Linked DNA regions of Hordeum vulgare: region 1 is linked to region 2. A link is a contact called in public Hi-C data. All regions are on one chromosome and are shown on one strand. The core of a region is the stretch at or near the end of the contact, and the rest is flanking DNA. Distances in the headings are between cores, read along the strand shown.

What was found. Hi-C and Micro-C count contacts between places; a contact is called where the count stands out from the background.
Region 1: a contact with region 2 is called in a Hi-C map of leaf, with 1.9 times the contacts expected there. The contact joins the promoter of LOC123426198 here to the enhancer-like site in region 2. A contact is called at or near these places in 3 of 6 Hi-C or Micro-C datasets (leaf and seedling).

What each region holds. Positions count from the first base shown.
Region 1 is chr2H:332,214,982-332,220,502 of MorexV3_pseudomolecules_assembly, reverse strand. It overlaps LOC123426198 (AT-rich interactive domain-containing protein 6-like), which reads left to right and starts at 1,369. Exons shown (of 12, transcript XM_045109989.1): 1 at 1,369-2,383; 2 at 2,476-2,515; 3 at 5,295-5,347; 4 at 5,507-5,521. The coding sequence starts at 1,521.
Region 2 is chr2H:331,678,400-331,683,850 of MorexV3_pseudomolecules_assembly, reverse strand. It overlaps the pseudogene LOC123426976. Among protein-coding and RNA genes, the nearest start is that of LOC123426968, 370 kb to the right of the region's middle. Within about 2 kb of position 2,715, at least 3 of the 3 cell types and tissues checked have open chromatin away from gene starts, as enhancers often do. A contact at or near this core is called in leaf and seedling, where this site is marked.

The DNA of each region.
Region 1 (5,521 bases), core at 120-2,619, 540 kb before region 2:
TCCACAACATCCTCCTTCACAATGAAAACAAGCCAGGGATAGGCCAGCTCCCCGCAGAAGTCACTTACAAACGAAGCAGTATACATCATTCCCCATGAAGTTGGTGCAAATTACTGGCAAAATGCCACTACACGACCTGGCAGTCTGCCGCGCACCTCGAGCGGAATCGAAAAAACATCGATGTTGCATGCGCGACTAGAACACACGAGGAGGAGAGGTCTCCCGATAGGGTCTCCGCCGCCGCCGCACTTCCTTCCTTCCGCCGCCGCTGCACTTCCTTCCGCTGCCATCGCCGCTAGAGCTGCCCTCCCCGGTCACCCGCGACGAAGGTTCTGCCGCCGCATATCCTCCTCTAGTCCCTCCACCGCCGCCGCCATGGACGGGAGCGTCCCGTCGCCTCACATCCTCCGACGCCCCCGCTGTTCCCCTTTGACCCGCCGACAAGCTACGAGGGGGCGGTGCGGGTGGCTCCAGCGAGCAGCCTTGCCCCTGCATCTTTGTTTCTTTACATTGAGATGTGAAATTGTTTTGAAAAAGTCATCTCAACTTATGAAATTTGCAATGGTTCAGTAGTCTTGTGGCCAAGTTACATTCATATGAAATCTGGTTCCCTACAGTTTATATGAACAACAAAAGATAAAAATAACACAATACTTCCTCTGTAAAGAAATATAAGAGCGTTTAGATCACTAAAGTAGTGATCTATACACTCTTATATTTCTTTACGGAGGGAGTACCATTTAATGAGGATAACAATATATAGTGTGAGGACATTACATATTCTGCACTAACCATATTAGAGATAAGTTATATTAGAGATAAGTTAAAAGATGCATCAAAAAGACCTGACTAACTTAGTATTTATAGCTTATTTTCATATGAACGTATCTAGCGAAAATTACTTTTGGAGCTCGGCCTTCATGGAGGTCTTTAAATTTGAAATTCAAAATTCATGAAAATTCATATTTTACATTTCAAAAGATTATGAAAAGAATATAGAAATAAGTGAGGACGTAACACACATGTATGTAAATTTTCAAAAAAGAATACGTTAAAATGAGGGTTGTACAAAAAAACAAATCTAGGATTTTTTAACACATGATACTATTCATTATTTGAGGCCATGAATTTATTTTTTTATGTAGATTGGATTTTTAAGGTATTTCATCCTAAAATTTTACGCACACACATAACATCATTCTTAATTGCATTTTTTTTTATTTTTTTAAATCAAAAAGTTTGAAATTTGATTTTTTCAAAAAATTCGATCTTTCATAAAGTTCGACCTCGAAATGAGCCTATTTTTCCAGGAGCTTATTTCGGCAGCACACCTCAAAAAGAACGGGCCCTAACCCAGCCACCCAAACTCATCGGCCGCTTCTGTCACTCAAGTCCTCCTCCTTCTCCCCTCCCCATCCCCCTCGCCCCAAACCCTAACGACCCATAACGCGCGTCGCTACCGCCGCGTCGCTACCGCCGATCCTCCGTGCTGCCCGTCTAGGTGCGGCACTTTGCTGCCCATGCGCAACGGCGAGCCCGCCTCCGGCGATGGCCAGACCGAGGCCGCCGACACCGTCGATTCCGTGAAGGACTCGGCAAATCCCGAAAGCGCGGAGGCGGACATGGAGGTGGAGGAACAGGGGAAGGACGACGCCATGGTGGATGCCGACGCCGACGCCGACGCCGTTGGTTCTACCAAGGATTCGGCGGTGCCTGAAGAAGGGGGTGCCGAGGAAGTCGGGGGGGAGCACAAGGGCGACGCCCTAGTGGATGCGGCTGCCAGCACCGTTGCGTCCCTTGCCTATTTGGGGAAGGTCGAAGCCCAAGGTGTGGAGGAAGAGGTAGAGGAGCGTGTAGGCGATGCTCTGGTGGATGTTTCTGTGGCTCATCAGGTCAAGAGTGAGGCCCAGGGAAATGAGGGTGCGGAGACGGAGTGCGAGGCCCAGGGAAATGAGGTGGTGGAGACCAAGGGCGAGGCCCAGGGAAACGAGGGGGCTGAGATGAAGGATGACACCCAGGGAAATGAAGCTGCCGAGATGGATGTTGATAAAGCGGGAAATGGAGATGAGCACACAGAGGTCAGGGTGGATGGTGACAAGGGCAGCTTGCTCAAAGAGGAAAGCGACAATGGTGGAGATAATAAGAAGGATGCCAATGGTGAGGATGAGCTAGGGTCGGCACTAGCTGGGGAGGATGAAAACCACCACTTGTCTGACAAGGTCTCAAACAACTCCTTCATGTTTGATTACACTCGTGGGGGCGATGACTCGGGGACGGAGGAGGAGCAGGCTGAGTTTATCAAGGAGCTTGACCGGTTCTACACGATGAAACTAATGGAATTCAAGCCCCCCAAATTTTATGGTGAAGGATTGAATTGCCTCAAGTTAGTACCGCAAGGACTTACCTTTACGTTTGTATGATAGATAAGTTATTCTGATTGCTGAATGATTTGACATTACCTTGACCTTTTTGCAGGTTGTGGAGACAAGTAACAGGATTGGGTGGCTATGATCAGGTACTCATTTCATCCCTTTGTGACATTATGCCAGGGCATCTTGTGTTTAGTTTTGTTTTAGATCTGTCCTGGTGCTTTCTGCATAGCAATATATGGTCTACAATCATAAAGCTGATAAGATTACTCTGAATATTTCCATATGTGGTTTGCTTACTTAATGAACACATTATACTCCCTCCATTTTTATATACAAGGCCACTATCAAAATTACAATTTACAACTATACAAGGCCACTAACACTAATTGAGGAAATTTAATTGTGTTTGCCTCGTATAAACAAAAGAGGACATTAATTATCCCTTGCATGCATGAGGAGTGGGAAGGTTGGCTTGCATATATGGTCTACAATTATAAAGCTGATAAGATTACACTGAATGTTTCCATATGTGGTTTGCTTACTTAAGGAACACATTATACTCCCTCCAGTATCAAAATTACAATTTACAACTATACAAGGCCAATAACAACAATCGAGGAAATTTAATTGTGTTTGCCTCGTATAAACAAAAGAGGACATTAATTACCCCTTGCATGCATGAGGAGTGGGAAGGTTGGCTTGCATGCACCCCATTAATCAGCCAAAGAGGCCTGAGATCATTGGCTTGTTGTGTGTGTCATGGAAAATACACATTAATTGACACAGCAAACAAGGAGACAAGTTGGTTTACAACATTGGCTTAAGGAGACATTAAGTTTTGCCTTGGTACGTGTAATATGAGTTTGTGGCCTTGTATACAAAAATGGAGGGAGTATTTGGAATGGTTTGTCCGTTTATAGATATAGATCTTTTAAGAGTAAAATGTATCACATGTCCTATAACTATTAGAGGGGTCTCAAGTTAGCCCTAAAACTTCATAACTGCAGATTGGGGTCCTAAAACTAGTTAAGTTGTTCACTGGAGGTCCTAAGTAGCCCAGAGCCGCGTTGACTTGCTCATGTGTCATCTTCTTTTTGCTGAAATGACCTTATATAGGGTAGCCTATTTGCCTTCTGACATCCAGGTGCATCTTACGTATTCCCCACAGAAGTCGGCTTAGAGGCATCGGCTTTTTCTTGAGCACCATGTGTGCGGCATGCCGTTGACGTACCTCACTCACTTCGGCGCATCTAAAACGTGCAACACACTGAGCCATCTATGCACTGCTACTGTGGTGCTCGCGCCAGCTATCATAGCCACGGTGCCTGCAGATTTAGCTCTACTCTGGTAGCCTCGGTCCTGCTCTTGACCTATGCATCACCAGTACGTGGCCACCGAGATCAACTTCTTCCGCCCTGCACAAATGGCACCCATTCGCTAGCCCCAGAGGTGCATGTCTGCTTCTCTGGACCGGGTTGAACACCGTCTTAGGCACCACCATGTCAGACCACGTCCTTGCTACTCGTGTCACACTGGAAAACTGCACCGCCGGCCCCAGGATTTTGCGACAACCGACAGTGGCAGCTGACCCGCTACACAGAATGTCAAGAACATTCCTCTGCTCCGCCTGTTTGCCGTGGAGCTGCCACTGCCAGCAGTGGCCAAGGAGACACAAGTTGGTCACCAGGGTGACAGATTGTAAGGTGCTGTCACTCTGGCAGGTCAATGCCTTGGTTTGCACTAACAAGCTACAGTCACATATTTAGCAAAAACTATATTGATGTGCCAATGGTCAACCGCCACGTGAGCAGTTCAATGCCCCCCCCCCCCCCCCCCCCCCCCCCAGGACTTGGATCTGTGGTTTTGAAGTTTTAGGACTAGCTTGACACCCCTCGTAGTTATAGGACCTCTGATGCGTTTTACTCATCTTTTCTCTATGCTTTTGGTACCTTTGTTATGCTACCATACTCATGTAATCCACACGTCTACTCATCTGCCGAACTTGTTTGTACCCTATGCCTTTATATCAGATCCTGTTAATTGGATGCACCTTACACAAAGTATGAAGCGTCATTTTTAATATGATACCTTTCTCTCTTCCATATGCTGTTTACAATCCTTGTTCAACTATTTAATTGATTATCTACTAATGTTTTCTCTATGGACAATGACTCAAGTTCTATCACCAACATAGAAGTAGGGACAGACTCCATTTAGTTTGTTGGTATTAGAAATACGACCCAAAACCTCGTGCTTACTGTCCTACCTGGCTCATGCAGCCAATGAGGCATTCCTTTTCCCATGATCTTGCCTGGCATTATTATCATATTTTGTGTTTTCAGTAAGTGAGTTGTAAAGTACTTCCTCAGCTCAGAATTAGTTGCCACTCAAACGGATGTATCTAGTACTGAAAATACGTCTAGATACATCCGTTTGAGCGTCAACTAATTCCGGACGGAGGGAGTATATGATTTAAGAAAAGCAATGGTAAGAATCACATCAGAGGGCAAAAGGTTAACCATATTGAAGAAATCAACATAACTAATAAGGATTTCTTGCAAGCCAAGATTTCTGTTTTTTGGAAAGACAAAACACCAGCCTGAATGATAGCTTGACCATGTGCAGTGGAAGCAATGGCACTAATCATAGTTTTTAATGATGATGAAATTCTCTATGAGCATATATGCATACACAATTAGCAAACACCTAGTTGCTTAAGAGGAAAGTCAAGCTTTGCCCTTCACTTAATATCTCCTTTTCTCTCCAGAATGAGGGTAAGGTACATTTAGACTGTCCGATATTTCTTTGTTTGACTACAGAAGTATAGATGTGTTTGCTTGTCATTTTGTAACTTTGCCTGTAACTTTGTATAACATTTAGCCAATGTGCGGTTGCATTCTTTCTTATATGTTGCATTAACAGGTGACATCATGCAAACTGTGGCGTCAAGTGGGAGAGTCATTCAAACCTCCGAAGTATGAGTTCAACCGATTGTCTTCTGCAATAATCTCTTCCTGGCTTTTTCATTTGATAAATCTCTATTGTAATTGTGCAATGGTGGAGTTGAAATGTAATTGACATGTGCTGTTCTTTCTCTACTCTCTCCTATCACGTAACCAACATATTTTATGCAGGACATGCACAACCGT
Region 2 (5,451 bases), core at 1,466-3,965:
CGACAACCTGACTCAAGTTGCCCACTTCCTTCTGGGCAAAGAATCTATTTTGGCAGCTCAGCTGGCAAAGCTGTACACTTCAAGGATAGTTTCTTTGCACATGGTTCCTAAGCTTATATCTTGAGACCGAGGAAGCATCTTCACTTCCAAGTTCTGGGATTCCTTCCAAACTGCAATGGACACTAAGGTTCGTTTTAGTACAACCTTCCATCCTCACACAAGTGGTCACATGGAGAGAGTGAATCAAATTCCCGAAGACATGCTTAGAGCATGTGTTATGTCTTTCGGCATGAAGTGGGAAGTGTGCGTCCCGTTTGCTGAATTCTCCTACAACAATAGTTTCCAAGAAATTTCAGGCAAGGCCCCATTTGAGATTATGGTAGGAAGTGCTGGATCCCGCTGAATTGGTGTGAAACCGGTGAGCGTCAAATCCTTCCGAATGACATGATCACTAAAGTAGAAGAAATGTGTCGTGTCATTCATGAATATCTCAAAGCTGCTCAGTCTCGTCAGAAGAGTTACTATGATAGCAGGCAACGGGACTTGGTATTCCACATCGATGAATTTGTCTATCTTCGGGTATCTCCCATGAAGGGGACTCGGCGATTTGGCATCAAAGGGAAGCATGCATGATGTTTTGTGGGTCCTTTAAAGATTGTTGCCAAAAGGTGCAACCTTGCCTATCAACTCGAGATCCCTTCAAATTTCACCAATGTGCATGTTGTCTTTCATGTATCTCAGCTCCGGAAGTGTTTCAAGACTCCTGAGAGCACCGTTGATTTCCAAGACAGTGATCTTAAAGAAGACCTTTCTTATCATGAGCATCGAGCTGCTATTCTTGAAGAGGACGAGCGCAAGACTTACGACAAGTCTATCAAAGTCCTCATAGTTAATTGGTCACACCATTTCGATAAAGAAGCCACATGGGAATGCAAGGACCTTCTCCGCTCCGAATATCCCGAGTTCTTTCAATCCTAGATCTCGGGGCAAGATCCTCTTGTAGTGCGGGAGAGCTGTAATAACCCAAGTGCAATCCCTGAATTAATTGCATGTTTAACCTTGTATGTCATGTCAACCTTGCTTTCTCTTATTAAGATTTGGTGTTTCATGACTTTCACTTGCATCATAGCATCATATCATCCTGGCATTCATTTCTCCTTGTTGCTCATGTTGTGGTGGAGTGGAGTTGATGTTGTGATGATGTGCTTGCAACAAGTAGTTTGTTCATGAGTGAAACACCTCCCTACAAACTCTTTGGAAATACCCCCCTCTCTCTTTTATTCAGTTATGCACTGTGGTAATTTTCTACCTTGCCATCACCTTCTTTAAAAATGTTGCTATGATTGTAAATGTTATGAATGGAATTAAAAAAACTAAGGTTGTCCTTGTGAACGTGTGTGTGCCAATTTGTAAAAACCCCAAACGCCTTGCTATCTTAAATTAAGTGCATTATTTTTCTTATTTATAAAAAATGCCCAATGTGATTATAAAATAGGGCATGATTTTGGGAGCCCAAATATATTTTTTACTTCATACTTAAATCCTCTCTTTTTCTCTAGTACTTTTTCTTGCTCAAAATGTTTTATTTTAAATAAAAGATGAGAGGTTTTCTGTTGAGTAACTGGCAGTGCAGCCGAGTAGCAGAAGCGATAGTGCAGCCCAATAGCAGCAGTAGCAATGCAACCCAGTAGCAGCAGTGCCAGGGGTCCATCTCGCGCGCAGCCTGCATCCAGCCTCTCCTGCGCATGTACCTTTCCAGCGTGGACAGGGTGAGTGGCCCACATGCCGGCGACCGAAGCCATCTCTTTCATCTTCTTCGCCCCCGCCTCTCTCATGGTAAAAACACCACACCGGCATTGCCGAGTCACCGTGGCAGCCAGCGAGGAGCCTAGCTCCCCTATTTAACCCCCTCGGTGTTCGGGCCTCCTAGGGTTCCATCTTCCCCTCTCTGCCGCCACCAGGTGAGCTAGCCCCTGTAGATCCACCCGCTTCGCCCTGTCTAGAGAGTGCCAGCGAGCTCGTCATCGCCAGCAATACCTCCGGCGACCCCAAGAAGGAGTAGAGCATCCAGGAGATGCACCCATTCATGCTGCTTCCACGACGTCCTCTGCTTCTTCGAGGGGCGTCAAGGCCAGAAGCAATTGTTGTTCTTCTTCCTCGACAGGAGCTCGTCTCCGTCCAACAATTCACCGTAGCGCGTCGTCCTGGTTTCCTGGATCCTGATCTCCTACACCCAGCCCCTCCTCGTGAGAATCTGTGCGTCCCAAGTAGCTTTTCCCCCTCGATTACGCTCTCTGTTGGTCGTCGTCTTCAAGCCTGAGCGCGCCGCCATCGAACCTCGTCTCCAGCGAGTGTTTCGTCCCTACCATTCGAGAGTAGAATCACGTAGGGTTTTCCCTTTGGCACGTGGTTCCATTTTCACCGTCATCTAGTAGTTTGCCCCGCCGTGGCCAGCTAGTCAAGCTCGTCGTCGCCACCTCTATTTCATGTCGCCGGCGTCGATCCCTTGAGCGTTATGTGCCAGGAGTGCGTGCGTTTATGCAAAAGGATGTTGCGGTAGTTGTGTGCCTTTCGCGGCGCTTTTGGGTCACCAGTGTAGCGTCGTCGTGGCTTTGTGCCCTCTGTCGTCGCTGCCGGTGGTTGTGCAGTGTGTGCGTGTGTGTGTCCCTGTTTCGTGGGCCCAGCCCAGCGTAGGATGGAGTCAAAAGAGTCGAGCCACCCCACTGGTCAAGCCAGACATACTAGCCCAGCTGGCAAGCTGCGCCACTGAAAAGCAGGGGGTCTCTGGTTCTATCCCTCAAGACCTCTTCTTATTTCTTTGTGTGTTTTATTTGTGAGTGAATGATTGCGGCCCCTTGGACCCAGCTGTCATCGTCTCACGGGCCCTGGTGAGACCGCTAGTGGGATCCCGTGTGATTTATTGTTTTAGTTTATTTTTTACTTTCCTGGTGAGACCGCTAGCGGGACCCGTGTGATTTGTGTGTTTTATTTGTGAGTGGATGATAGTGGCCCCTTGGACCCAGCTGTCATCGTCTCACGGGCCCTGGTGAGACCGCTAGTGGGACCCGTGTGATTTATTGTTTTTGTTTGTTTTTTACTTCCGTGGTGAGACCGCTAGTGGGACCCCTGTGATTTATTGTTTTAGTTTATTTTTTTACTTCCCTGATGCTAATATGCCATAAATGGTAGGTTTCCAATTCAGTAAATGTCCAATTTGGGCATATGTCCAATCTGGCATATACTAGGTTATACCTAGTTGATGTAGTTTTGATTCTGGATTTTGGCTTGTTTTTATATTGTAACCTAGGCTTATGATATACTATGAATTTGGGGTAGAAAAATCTAAGGAATTCATGTGTAGAATTAGTTTTGTCTTTTGAGAAAGTTTATGTGCACCCCTTGTGATTTATTGTTTTAGTTTATTTTTTACTTCCCTGAATGCTAATATGCCATAAATGGTAGGTTTCCAATTCAGGAAATGTCCAATCTGGGCATATGCCAAATCTGGCATATACTAGGTTATACCTAGTTGATGTAGTTTTGATTCTGGATTTTGGCTTGTTTTTATATTGTAACATAGGCTTATGATATATGAATTTGGGGTAGAAAAATCCAAGGAATTCATGTGAAGAATTAGTTTTGTCTTTTGAGAAAGTTAATGTGCATGATATTTTCACAATGATGGCATTTTGTTAATTTTGTATAAAGCAATCCTTGCAACCGTTCTTAAACTTGTCAACATGAAAGTTGTAACGTGTTTAGTGTACTAGGCCGTGTTATTTAGGTTGCCATGAAAAACCTTGTATAGAGGTGGAATTCTTGCTGTCAACATGCTATGTCATTGCTGCCGATTTGGTAGGGTGAAATATGACTAGGTCTGAAATTTGTTATTAAGTAGCCGTGTTTCCATGGGGATTGCTAAGTATCTATAGGTTCTTTGGGCTGGTGCAATGGAGTGAATGATAGAGCATATTGCCCTTTCTTAAATTGTGCCAATACTTTGCAAAATAGGTTTTGCATCGTAGCTATTCTTCGTGTCAAATATGCCATGCTGATGTAAACTGCTGTAAATTTCACCTTGTGAATTTTGGTAAGTCTGAGAATTTGCTAACTTCACCATGCCATGTTTTTTTGAAGGAAATCTGTAAGGGAAACCCCCCACAACGAGTTTTTTTTGAAATAATAAGAACCCAAATTGAACTTGGGTGGATGGGTTGTACATCCACTCCACTAGCCAAGTGAGTTAGGCTCACTTCCTTTCACCATGCCATGTTGAGAGGATGCTATCAATGAATCTGAGTATTTGCTGATTGCTAGAAGGTGTTAATTGTAGTACTTATTGCCCTATATCACCATGTTATATTTCATGCCCTAAAAGTCCCTCTAGCATAGTGTTTCATTGGTGTCAATATGCCATCATGTTAACTTTGCTTGTGAAAAACTGGTATTTTCACCAAGTCATAACCTGTTATGTTTTATGCCATCTTGTGAGCCAGATTCCCATTGATCCATGCTACTATCCATGTTGCTGTTTAAATGAGTTGTTGTGCATCATGTTTACTTCATCTCCATGCCTTTGTTGAGCATGATAGCTTGCTGTAGGTGTTAGTTTTAGTATGTGCAATGTGACATGTTGCTGTTTTTGGACAAATTTCTTGTAGAATTGTTTTGTGCCTTGTGGGAGTTGAATCCATTTGTTTTGCATGATCTTTAGGTCCATTTCACCTAGAATTTCGTGCCCAATCTAGTGGCATACTTGGGATGCCAAGGAATTGCCCATAGCATCTCTCAAATTCTGTTTTATCATTGTTTCCATTCGTACCTTGTCGAGGGAATCCCGAGAAGTCCGCAACTCGGTTTGCGACGTTCTTTATATGCATTTGTATTGTTTTCTCGTGATGCATTCATTTTTGTCATGTTCATGAATGTACAAAAAATTAGTCTTGAGGTTGTGATAATGAATAAATAATTGCATGGGAAAGATGATTAGTGCTGCATTGCCATGCTTCATTCACATCATATTCATGCATCATATTGTTTGAGCATTGTGTCTTGGCTGTGTGTTTATTGGATGTTGTATTTCCTTTTGGGTAGCGTCGGGTGCTGAGTACTAGTACGAGGATCCTATTGAGAACGTTCCTGGATAGCAAGAGTTCTATTCCCTAGAAGAAGTGCCATGTAAGATGATCGTTGACCTTTATATCGTTTCTAATTTTTGTTATGCTTAGCCGTCTCATTTCTTTTGTTAAATATCGTTGCCTACTACCTGAATATCAAGCCTCCCAAAAATGCCATGATAAGCCTCTAACCCCTCCACATCCTAGCAAACATTGTTTGGCTAAGTTAGCGCTTGCTCAGCTCTTCTTATAGCATTATTTGTTGCAGGTGCAGGGTGATCCATGTGTTGACATGGATATTTGGGATATTATCTTATTATTTCTATTTAATTTA